Regions from separate parts of the Mus musculus genome. Here region 2 is linked to region 1. A link is a contact called in public Hi-C data. All regions are on one chromosome and are shown on one strand. The core of a region is the stretch at or near the end of the contact, and the rest is flanking DNA. Distances in the headings are between cores, read along the strand shown. Region 1 has its middle 16 kb from the start of Ccl22. Region 2 holds the start of Cx3cl1 (chemokine (C-X3-C motif) ligand 1).

Region 1 (5,792 bases), core at 1,326-3,825:
AACTAGGAATATACACACAAAACCTGTGGAAGAGTAGCATCGGCGATGATGCTAGTTCAGAGGACAGCTTGGTAAAGTGTCCTAAGCTTTACACCGTAGAAGCCTAGTATAACTCCAGAGGCATATTACATATATGCATGAGCTAGCAGCAATTAGAATCATTACACAGGAGAATTACATATACTGCCCTCCCCCCAGCCTCGAGCAGGCTGTCTCAGACCTTGCTTGCCACAGTTGCTAGCTCACCTAGGGCCCAGTCTTCTGACCTAGGTAAAGTCTTTTGTCTGCCACATCTGCAGCTTCCTGAAAGAAGTTACCTGCTTAGCAGCTGAGCTTGTTTTCCTGACAGATAAGTGACCACAAGATCCTGGCATGGTGGGGGATGGGTTCCTCCCCTTTATAAGCTCAGACCCATCAGTAAACATTGGGCCTTGATCAGAGAACTTTGTCTTGGCTCCTTATTTCTCTCACCACCTTTCCCATTCAACCCCATTCTTTCCTTTCAGGAATCCAATAACCCGCAGCCGCTGGTGGCTACACTTCCAAAATGGTTCCCACCAGTTGGGAACCAGGATTTCAAATATGAGCTTATGGGGCTTATTCACATTTAAGCCATTACACATATTAATTTAGGTTTTACTTTTTAAATAATTTTTAAAATTTAAATTACAATGACATTATCTTTCCCTTTCCTTTCCTTCTTCCCTTCCATGAAATGTAATCCCCCTTGCTCTCTCTTTCTTTAATTGTTCATATATGAATAAGCATATATACATGCACATATTTATAAACTTATATGAATATATATTTATTATATCTCGATATATTATATATCAATATACTATTATATAATTATTTATATATTAAATTATATATAATACACATAATTATTTCTGTGCATAGTATTATAATTATATATATCCTGCTCAGTGTGTAGAATGTTACTTGTATGCATATGATCTCATGGCTGTCTACTTGGTATTGGAGAACCAGTTGCTGTGTTCTTTCCTGGGAAATACTATTTTTCCACTCTCAGCCTTCTTTAGCTGGTTGCCTCTCTTTGGTTAGTGTGACACCTCATGCCTTATGCCCCTCCCACTTCAGCATCTCTATGGTGTCATTGTTGTTCAGGACTCATTTAGGTAGCCATGGTGACCGTTAGCTTTTTCACCTTTGAAGCAAAATTTAGAATCATTGGTTGAGTAGGATGAATCTACCATATTGACAGAAATAAAAATTTTAGACCTTTTACAAATTTAGAGAGCTGTGCTATAATAATAACTACAAACAGAGTGATTGCTTTTCGCACAAGTGTATCTTATATTTACAATAGCAGAATACTGAGTCAAGGCAAAAAGGTACAGAACAGGATTTTCAATAGAGGGATTGCCTGAGGGGCAGATCTAGCAACTCTAGGCCTTTTGGTAAACCTCTTTTCTCACATGCAGGATCACTTAAAAAACAAAAAACAAACAAAAAACCCCAACTCTTTAAATATATTTTTGTTTAGTTTTGTTTTATTTTGCTTTGTTTTATCATTTTTCCAGGTGCTTTTCAAAATCTTTCTACAGAGGGTAGGCAGGGTTCCTAAAGTAAGGAACATGCCTGTCCATCTCAAGAGCCGGTTGGTCTCTGGGAGCTTAGCTAAGGGGACACTAAACAAAGCCATCATCGAGCTCCAACATAGCCTGGAAGGATTCCTTTCAAGACAGGGTTTCTCTGTGTAGCCCTGGCTGTCCTGGAACTCACTCTGTAGACCAGGCTTGCCTTGAACTCAGAAATCTGCCTGCCTCTGCACCACCACTGCCTGGCCCCTACAAGGATTCTATTGCTTGTATCAACTGTTTCCTCTCACAGCTGTGTGGATGGCGGCAGGCTCCCTTGTTAGATGGCCACATCCTCAGCCTGGTGAGGTGTCTCTCTGCCTCTATCTTCCTGAGGTGCAGTTATCACTGTGCTCTGAGCCCATGGGAAACCCAGATGAGCCCAAGAATTGTGAAGTCCACTGCAACTCGCAAAAGAGTCTTTCAGTGTTTCAAGTTTAAACTCAGATTGCCTGCCTTGTACTCAACCCATGAATGCTGGCAAGCGACCCTGAGTCCAGAAAACACTGGGTTTATATACAGTATAGTTAGGAATCCCATGAATGTTCACAGAAAAGGGGAGTAGAGGGCTGTAGTCATTTGGTGGAATGAAGTAGGGGGGGGGGGTAAATGGGTGTCTGTTCAGGGAACTAATTTTATGGCCAGTCATAACTATCTGTGACCTGATCTCTGATTACCTTTTCTCCATGATTTAAACGCAAGGCCCTAGTCTCCCTTGAGCTTGTTATTTCTCTAAGGTCTCAAGGACAGGCAGGCACCTGGACTTCTGCTGCTTATCAGGAGGAGGGTTGGTTTTTTTGGAGACACAAAGGCAGGGAGGATGTCTCTTGCTCTCTCCTCAGAATGTCCTCATTAAGGGGGAGTTTTATAGGTAGTGCCATTTTAACACTAGAAGAGCGGCCAGGGAAGGGGGAGGGAGCCCTGGGCTTGTTGCAGGAGGACACAGCTCAGAAACCAGCTGTCTGCATATCTTGCTTGCTGCAGGCTGGAGGGAGGATGGGAGCTTCTGGCAGGGACGGGGCGGGGAACACAGAGGCAAACTGTACACAACACTGAAGTCTCTCTAGCATCAGTAATTTGGGGGTTTCAACACTACGATTGTGTCTGCATTTCTCCACTCTCAATGGGGTTTGTTCACACTGTTCAACCTGCCTGGTGGCAGAGGAAGATCAGGCTGGTTCTCCAGCCTGGTGGACCATTGCATAGCAAGCTCTACTGTGGTCACAGTTGCTGTTTGTTATCTGGCTGCCAAGAGGGTCTCTATATGTGCTAAATCTCCATGTGTTTAACTTTATAAATGTTTGAATTATATGTAAAGTTTAGACATACTACTCCCTTCTTGGTTGCAGATGTCTTGGGAATTAACTGTACTAAAACCACCATAAAATAGCTGCTTACAAAGCATCCGTTCAGAGTGTTTTAACATCAACAAGTCACTTGACTGAACTTTTCCTAGGTCTGGAGATGTGGCTCAGTGATTAAGACTGTTTATGCCTCAAATATTAGGACTTGAATTTGGAATCACAGTACAGACATGACAAGCTGGGCATCTCCATAAATACCCATAACTCCAGACCCAACTGGGACAGAACAGGAGGGTTGCTGGGGCTTGCTCAGCCTAGTTGAAACACCAGAGTACCAGGGTCAGGAGGAGACCCTGACTCAAAAGTAATAGGCATGACCTTTGAGATTGCTCTGAGGGGAAAGGTCCTTCCCTGGAAGGCTGGCACCTCTGTCTTACTTCCAGGAACCACATGGTGGGGAAAACTGCCTCCAGAAAGTATCTTACCTTCGCATTTCTCCATGCATGCTCACATGGCCTTAGTAAGGGTCATGCGAAAAAAATGTCATGACTAAGGCAACTCTTATAAAAGAAAGCATTTAATTGGGGCTGATAGGTTATTTCTCTGCCGATGAAGTAAGCCAATTCAAGCCAGATTAGATTACATTAAACACAGGTTTATTGGGAAGCTGTTCTTGGGCGAATTCACATGCTCCAAGGACCAAGGCCAGGGAGGTCGCCATGGAAAAAGAGAGTTTAGGAAAGAGAGAAAGGGGTGCATGAGCATAGAGAGAGAAGAGAGACGAGAGAGACCAAAATGTCTGGATTATATAGGAAAGAGCCTCAGGAGAAGGGCAGCCCAGTCCCTGAGCTAGAAAGTTCAGGGTTGGGGGCAAGAGTATGGCAGGTGGGGACTGAGGGATGGTGAGAACCTGGAGGCCAGGTCTGCTTTGATATACATCAAAATATACAACTCAGTCCCTCGTCCTGGGGTCTGAAGCCAAACAGGGTCTTGCTTACATTTTCAGAGGTTTAGTCCATTATCATCACGGCAGAAAGAAAGCATGGCAGCATGCAGGTAGGCAAGGAGGGAGAGAAGTAGCTGAGAGTTCTACATCCAGATCTACAGGCCACAGGTAGAGAGAGACTCCAGGCCAGGCTTGGTGTCTCAAAATCTCAGAGCCCACCCACAGTGACACTTCCTACAGCAAGGCCACACCCACTCCAACAAGGCCACACCTCCTACTCCTTCTCAAATAGTGCCATTCCCAGATGATGAAACATTCAAATATATGAGCCAACAAGGGCCGTTCTTATTCAAACCACCACACACACAATAAATAACTGAATGAACAAACAAACAAATAAAAGGTAAAAAAAATTAATAGGAAGTGATAGAGAACACTCAACTTGCACACACACACACACACACACACGAAGACATCTTCATCCCTATGTGTATGTCTTGGTTACTATTCTGTTGCTATGAAGAGATAGCAGTCAGGCAGGGTGCTGGAGTGGTAGCTGAGAGTTTACATCTGATCTGCAAGTTGGAAGCAGAGAGTGAGAGACTGGGCCTGTAGTGGGCTTTTGAAACCTCAAAGCCCACCCCCAATGGACTTCTCCTCCTTCCACATCCCCAGACACACCTTCTCCAACAAGGCCAGGCCTCCTAATCCTTCCCAAACAATTTTTCCAACTGGGAACCAAACATCCAAATATAGGGGCCCATGGGGACCATTCTTATTCAAGACACATTAGCATGAAAAAGAAATAAATAATAATGGGGTAATTGTGTGGTTTTTTTGTTTTTTGTCTTTTTGGTTTGGTTGTTGGGTTTTTTGTTTTTTGGTTGTTTGGGTTTTTGTCTGTCTGTCTTGGAAAAGGTGAGGGGAAGATGTTTTATATCCAGGTAAATGGCAATTGGACCCTATGGTTCATTCTAGTTACTGGGAGACAGCTCTTAAAGAGAAAGCGGGCACAGAGGGAGGAGGGACCTACATCTGTTTCTAGGTCTGCTGGGTGCTCTATTTAAGAGAAGAGATGATGAGTTTAGTTAAACTGCAGAGTTTTAAGTAAAAGGAAAGGACACAGGTAATTAAGGCCAACTATATTGGTAGACATTTTCTTTAAATATGTTAGTCTTGGGGCTGGAGAGATGGCTAGGAGAAGAATGGCTTCCAGGCAGTTAGGATGAGGGTTTTGTTTTGTTTTGTTTTGTTTTGTTTTGTTTTGTTTTGTTTTGTTTTGTTTTGAGACAGCATTTCTCTGTGTAGCCCTGGCAGTCCTGGAACTCACTCTGTAAACCAGGTTAGCCTCGAAGTCAGAAATCCACCTGCCTCCCAAGTGCTGGGATTAAAGGTGTGTGCCACCACTGCCCGGCTTAGGATGAGGGTCTTAAAGCCCATGCCTACAGTAACACACCAGTGCCACTCCCTGGGCCAAGCATATACAAACCTTCACAGCATACATGTGGTACACAGACATATCTGGAGGCAAAACACCCACTACATACCAAATAAAAATAAATTTAAAACATTTAAATACATAAAGGAGGACTTGTGAGCATGGCTGCTTACCATGTAAAAGTGCTTGCCACCAAGCCTGCTGACTTGAGTTCCTTCCCTGGGACCCACATGGAAGAAGCAGATAACTGATTCCTGCAAGTTGTCCTCTGACATCTGTGTATATATTATGTTGTACATATGAGCATGCATGCACATATCATACACACATATCAAACATAGACATGCAGCACACACAATACTAAATAATAATGATAATAATGTTCAATAAATTAAAAATAAGTGGTAAAAATATTAGTCTCTTTTTAGTAAGTTCATCCAAGTTCAAGTTCATCCAAGCCCTTCCGAAGCACACAGAACACACCAGGAGGCAGAGAACTT
Region 2 (5,775 bases), core at 2,237-4,736, 43 kb before region 1:
TTGTCTTCCTTTACATATATCCGCCTGCCCACCCTTCCATATATGTACCCATTGATTTATCCATTCATCCATCTGGCCATCCATCCATCCACCCAGCTTTCTATCCTCCTACTTACCTCCTTTCTCCTAGCTCCCTTCTTGTTCCTACTCATCCTCCCCCATCCATCTACCCACCCTATCCTACTCACCCACCTGTCCGTCTGTCACCCTTTCAGTCTCATCCACCCATCAATTTCTTTTCACTCACTGCCTGTAACTAATCCACTCACCAGTCATCCATGCATGCATGCATGCATTCATCCATGCACCCACCCACCCATCCATCCACACATCCATCCATGCATCCATCTATCCATCCATCCATCCATGCATGCATGCATGCATCCACCCACCCATCCATCCATGTATCCATCCATGAATCCATTCATTCATGTATCCATCCATCCATTCATCCATCCACACATCCATCCATCCATCCATCCATCCATCCATCCATCCATCCATCCATTTCTTAAGTCAGCCAGCACTGGCTTGAATGGGAGTTGGGGTGAAAATGGGGCCTGTCTCAGCCTTCAGAAGGGTCCTGGATCTATGGGCAGGTTAGATACGAATGATGATGAGGAGGAGGGTTGAGCACCTACTGTGTTTCAGATCCTGTGTTCAGCACACACACATCTGCTCAATAAGAGCAGTAATAAGTAAGAGAACTAATAAAACTCCCAATCTCTGCATAGTGCACATTGCTATCTTCTTCTTACAGATGGATGCAGAAGCTGAAGATCAGAGGGTTCAGCTGCTTGCCACTGTAAGCACAGTCTACTGCTTGTGGCAGAGCAGGTTTTTCCTAAACACTACAGTTGCATAATCCTGGCAAAGCCTCACATTCTGGCCATTCACAAACACCCTAGGATTTACAGGAATGAGAGATAGCTTTCAAATGTGAGGAGTAATCAGGGGAGGCTTCCTGGGAGAAGCATGCTTCCGGTTGTCCCTTAAGGACTGCTAAGACACACTGGGTGGGCCCTGGGGCAGCTTTTCTCAATGGCCATACTGTTCTCATTTTGGACCTGCTCATTTTTTGTTGTGGGGGCTGACACTGTGCATTCTACACCAGGAGCTGAAAATATTGGGACATTTGTAATAATAATAATAATAATAAATTTGGAAATTGCCAAATATCCCCTGGGAGGACCATCATCCTATAGGGAGCTCATTCATTTCCCAACCTTCTTCCCACAGATAATGTCAACATCATGTAGGCATAGAACAGCACATTTCCCATAGGCCCCTCTCAGGAGGCTGAGGCAGGAGGAGAGCTACATGGAAAGACCCTGCCTCAAAAACAAAACATAAACCAAGCAAACAACACAAGTTAAGCCACCCCTCCCTTCCTGTGCTTTTTCCTTCTAACAGACCAAATGGCTTACTGGTTTATTTTTGTGTATTGCAGCCAAATTTCAGCACCCTGAGAGCTGGGCCCCGTGGGCCCTTTATTCCCTGCTGTGGTCTTAGCAACCAGAAATGCGCTTGTCGCACAGCAGGTGTCCAGTTTGCCAACCAAATGAATGGATGAGATGCATGCAGAGGTGCTTAATGGCATATAAAACCTCGACCAACAGAGAAGTGTGTGTGTGTGTGTGGGGGGGGAGCTTCTAATTAAATCCATAGGGCCCTCGATCTGACTGACACTGGAGCTGTCCGCCTCTGCCCCCCTCCACCCCCACTGAGGATGGGGGAAGCAGGCTGGAACAGCTGAAAGCAGATATATTTTTTTTCTTTCTTTTTCTCTTTCTTGCTGAGACTTGAGTGGGAGTGAATGCGTCAGTGCTGGAGAGCAGCCTTCCCTGCTCCAACTTGCATTTGCAGGTTTGTTACATAAAGCGCTGAGCGCTCGCTCGCTCGCCTGACACAGCCCTGCAGACCCACATTTGGGGACTGACGCAGATGCCCTGCACCAGCCTGCAGCATCCCTAAAGCCTGAGACACCCCCCCCCCCTTGCTGAGGGAGCTCTAGGGTGAACCCAGCTGAATACCTCATTCAAGGGGAGAAGAAACTGAGGTTCACTGGGGTTGAGTCATCCATCCTCACTGTGTCCTGGCAAAGCCAGCAACCACGATTAGGGTCCTCAGGCATCAGACATTCTGGGTTTTCTTTTCAACCTTGCCTAGGATTTCCCTATAAGCTTAGGAAAGTGATAGCTACCACCATGACCACATGCACTTTCCAAAATGCCTCCCTAGACACTGGAGTTTTCTCACCGGTAAGGCGTGAATGCTACAGCAGTTGGGACCAGAGAAGTCAAGACCCTGCTCCATTGACACACAGGGAGGTGATGGCAAAGCAACCTCCATCTGATTCCTACTTCCCCGTGCGCACTGTCTACAAATATCTCAGGCTTGAGGGCCAGAGCTCAGACAGCAGAAAGGCAGGCACAATTTTATCCCACCACCCCCACTCCCACCCACTCACCCACCCAGCTCCCTGTGGCACTGGTGATTTAGTTCCATGGAGATATCCTTGATGCTGGGGGTTGGCTCTCATTTTTTTCCAGTTTCACAGTGCGCCCTAAGGCAGAGTGCCACCTTCTCTGAGCGACAACCTGCTAATTTAGCCTGGCTAAATAGCCTCGGCCCTCCCTGAGGATGGAGCTCTAGAGGTTAAAGGAGGTGGAATGGTCAAAAGAGAAGGTGGGCAAGGCTGTTGGTCTCTCCTTCCTTAAGTCCCTGGGCATCACTCTCTCCTGCCCTGCATACTGGCTGAGCATCCTCAAACAGATCTCTAGCTCTAGCTCTCCATCTTTCCTATGTCCCTAGGAATGTCTACACCTTGTACTACCAGGTAGTGGACTCCAGGAAGCAAGTCCGTAGAGACAAAATATTTTCTAAGCTGGGTTTGGAGAAAGTGGCAAGGATGATGGGGGAGACACAGGCAGAGAGACGACAAGCTGCACGCCAGTACTAGAGACAAGCTCCATCCCCATGAGCTGCAGTGACCTTGACCTTAACTATTTCTGGGGGCCTGGAGCGACAGGGCAGGGGAAAGTCCTACCTAGTCCCTGGCCCCGGGCCAGAGCTTATACAGGTTATAGTTAACCTCAGTAGGAAGAACCACCTCTTGTCCGTCAGCCAGGAGCCTGCTCAGGTTTCCCTCAGCCCTCGCTCTCCTCCCCACACAGCTTCTGTCTCCCACAGACACCTCCGAGGTGTCTCCCCGACTCCCACCCCAGAAGCCACTGGGATGGCTGGGACTCGCGGGGGCCTATTTTCCCCAGGGAGATGCAGTCTGCATACCCTTCCTTTCTCCCCGAGGTAGGGTCCGGGACCCACTCACCCGGCAGCAGAGTACACAAATGGAAGAACGCGGCCAGGCGCAGCAGCCACGCGAGCGGCGAGGGAGCCATGGCTGGAGTGCAGGAATTCGGCGGGCCAGGAGGCTGGGCCGTGTCGCAGCTCCTAGTAGTCACTCGCGGCTGGTCTCGGTTGCTTTTTATAATGGGCTGGCAGCCTCCGCCCCCGGCGCCCGCAGTAGGAGGCGGTGGGAGGGGAGAGGAAGAGCCTGTAGCTGCGGCTGGATTCCTCCCAGGTTGCCAGGGAACCAGTTGCAATCCTGCGCTGGGCTCCGCTGCGGGAGCGGCGCGATGGGAACCTGGTGGGTTAGCAGGGTTACCTTCCCTGGAGAACCTAGGTCTTGTCTAAGCCGGACACTGAGCCAGGGACATGCAGAGCGCTGGTCCCCGCCAGGCCGGATCTGCCAAGCTCTTTCTTGATCTGGGGGCAGATGGGGTCTTTCGCCCATGCGATGCAGAACCCCCAGCAATCACCCCTTAAAATCCCCAGATACATTTCAGCCTATGCATCTGCTGGACTCAACACCGAACCTGGCAAGCAGTTTCCTGAAACATAGATCCAGTCCTGCCTTCTATGGACAGGTGGGGAAACTGAGACCCAGAGAAGGGAGAGACCATTCCAAATCACACAGAGCTTCACTCGATAAACTTATCAAGACCACGGAGGAGAAGACTGCAGAGCCAGGGCTGCTGAGGACATGGACATGGAGGGAACATGGGCCTCCTGGCCTCCTTAGCTGTTGTGTAGCCCCTCTAGCCTTTGCTCTATCCAGGGCTGGCTGTGCCTTCTGCTAGCTCCCGAAACAGCACAGCCACGAACTTGTCTTCGGAGCTAAGGGTCTCTTGGCTCCTCTTGGACCCTAATGCAGAGCCTTAGAGAGGTCCTGCCTCCTTCCAGGGTAGCTCTGCCACTGTAGAGTCTGGCTAACCCAGCTTCTGGCTCGGATCTTCCAGAAGCTTTCTCCATGAGACCAGGCAAGACCTAGCAGCAAAGCTTGGGTACTGCACACAACCTGACTTCCCGGAAGACAGGGAGTACAATCCTGGGAGTCTAGAAAAGTCAGAGCCTCCCCAGCCTCGGGCTGGGAGTGAATTGCGCTACTCTTTTTGGGCTGCCAGCCAGAAGGAAAAACCAGTTTGTGTAGAAAACTGTCCTAGGCTAAGGTGCCAGTTGGACCATAGCCAGCCTGGTCCAGACTGCAGAGGCTGCAGCTGCCGCCCCCGAAGACCTCGTGCTCTCTCCTGCTATACATTGTAGCAGGGCTAGCACCTGGTGTGGGTACTGATAGTGTTGAGGGTGGCTGTCCTGGCAGGGATCAATATCCACTGAGGCCCAGAGAACCTGCCCTCAGCTGGCCAGATAAGAAGCCAGGAAGCCTCATTTTACAGCTGGAGAGACTTAATAAGAAGTGATAAAAATGGAGGGCTGGGCCAGGTAGGGTACCTCATGTTTGTAATTGCAGCACTGAAGAGGTGGAGGAAGGATCGTCTAAAGTTCAAGTCTAGCCTGGGCTACATAGTGACTTCCAGCCTGGCTAGAACAAAAACAAAAACAAAAACTCCAAACCAAACAGGGAAATAAAACCCAGAAGTCTAGGTTTCTTTGTGCCTGTGCAGCAGATAGGATAAGAAGGAGGGGCGGGGGGGGGACCAGAGGAAAAGGGAGAGAGAAGAGAGAGAAGACAGGGGTAGGTAGGGGAATCCAAGGAGGATTATGGGAAATCAACACTTACATATTTAAAGGGAAAGGATCTGGGAATGGAGACTTGGAATCCCTGACTGGAGGGTGAGCTCCAGAGTAGAATTTGGAGGGCAGGGAGATGGTTTGCAGGATGCAAGCCTGGCTCCAGAGTTATTGTGAAATGTTTGGATTCTGTAAAATTAGGAAGGAGGCACTAAATTAACTCTGATCCAGGCACTCTCTAATAACGTTTCCCATGGTGCTGGGGACATAGCTCAGCTGTACAGCACTCACCTGGCATGCCAAAAGCCTGGTGTCTATCCCCAACTAAACAAAACTTAATGGAGTTCCATGTTTAACACACATAGTCATGATAACACACCCAGGCTATAAGGCTAACATCCATCACTGTGGTGGGCTGCTTTATGGATGGAGTAGCTGAAGATAACCAGGGAGGAAGTCAAGAAGGATGGGATGACCAACTAGCTGTCTCTTGGGTCTGAGTCACCACCCACTGGCAAGGAACCATTTGATAAGCAAGTGTCTGAACTGAGAAGGTAAAAACAGCTTTACCCGAACTTGCTCAGCTCCAGGGGCAGTCCGTGCTCCCTCTAGACCCAGCTTCAGCTCCAGGAGCATTCCGTGCTCCCTCCAGACCTAGCTTCAGCTCCAGGGGGCAGTCTGTGCTCCCTCCAGAACCAGCTTCTCATCTACAGATGGTTGGTCCCACCCATCTCATCCAGGTTT

What was found. Hi-C and Micro-C count contacts between places; a contact is called where the count stands out from the background.
Region 2: a contact with region 1 is called in a Hi-C map of Sertoli cells, with 1.9 times the contacts expected there. The contact joins the promoter of Cx3cl1 here to the enhancer-like site in region 1. A contact is called at or near these places in 20 of 39 promoter capture datasets (the 3T3-L1 cell line, 3T3-L1-derived adipocytes, the C10 cell line and 12 more), 2 of 15 datasets of contacts at CTCF or cohesin (the NIH/3T3 cell line and stem cell-derived epiblast-like cells), 50 of 484 Hi-C or Micro-C datasets (the 3T3-L1 cell line, 3T3-L1-derived adipocytes, the AML12 cell line and 36 more), 25 of 115 datasets of contacts at active chromatin or transcription factors (the HPC-7 cell line, the NIH/3T3 cell line, SST interneurons and 17 more) and 5 of 9 other capture datasets (adipose tissue, embryonic stem cells, liver and 2 more).

Annotation. Positions count from the first base shown.
Region 1 is chr8:94,726,289-94,732,080 of GRCm38.p6, reverse strand. No RefSeq gene overlaps it. Among named protein-coding and RNA genes, the nearest start is that of Ccl22, 16 kb to the left of the region's middle. Within about 2 kb of position 2,575, at least 11 of the 459 cell types and tissues checked have an H3K27ac peak or open chromatin away from gene starts, as enhancers often do. A contact at or near this core is called in Sertoli cells and erythroblasts, where this site is marked.
Region 2 is chr8:94,769,891-94,775,665 of GRCm38.p6, reverse strand. Cx3cl1 (chemokine (C-X3-C motif) ligand 1) reads right to left here and starts at 3,486. Exons shown (of 3, transcript NM_009142.3): 1 at 3,332-3,486. The coding sequence starts at 3,401.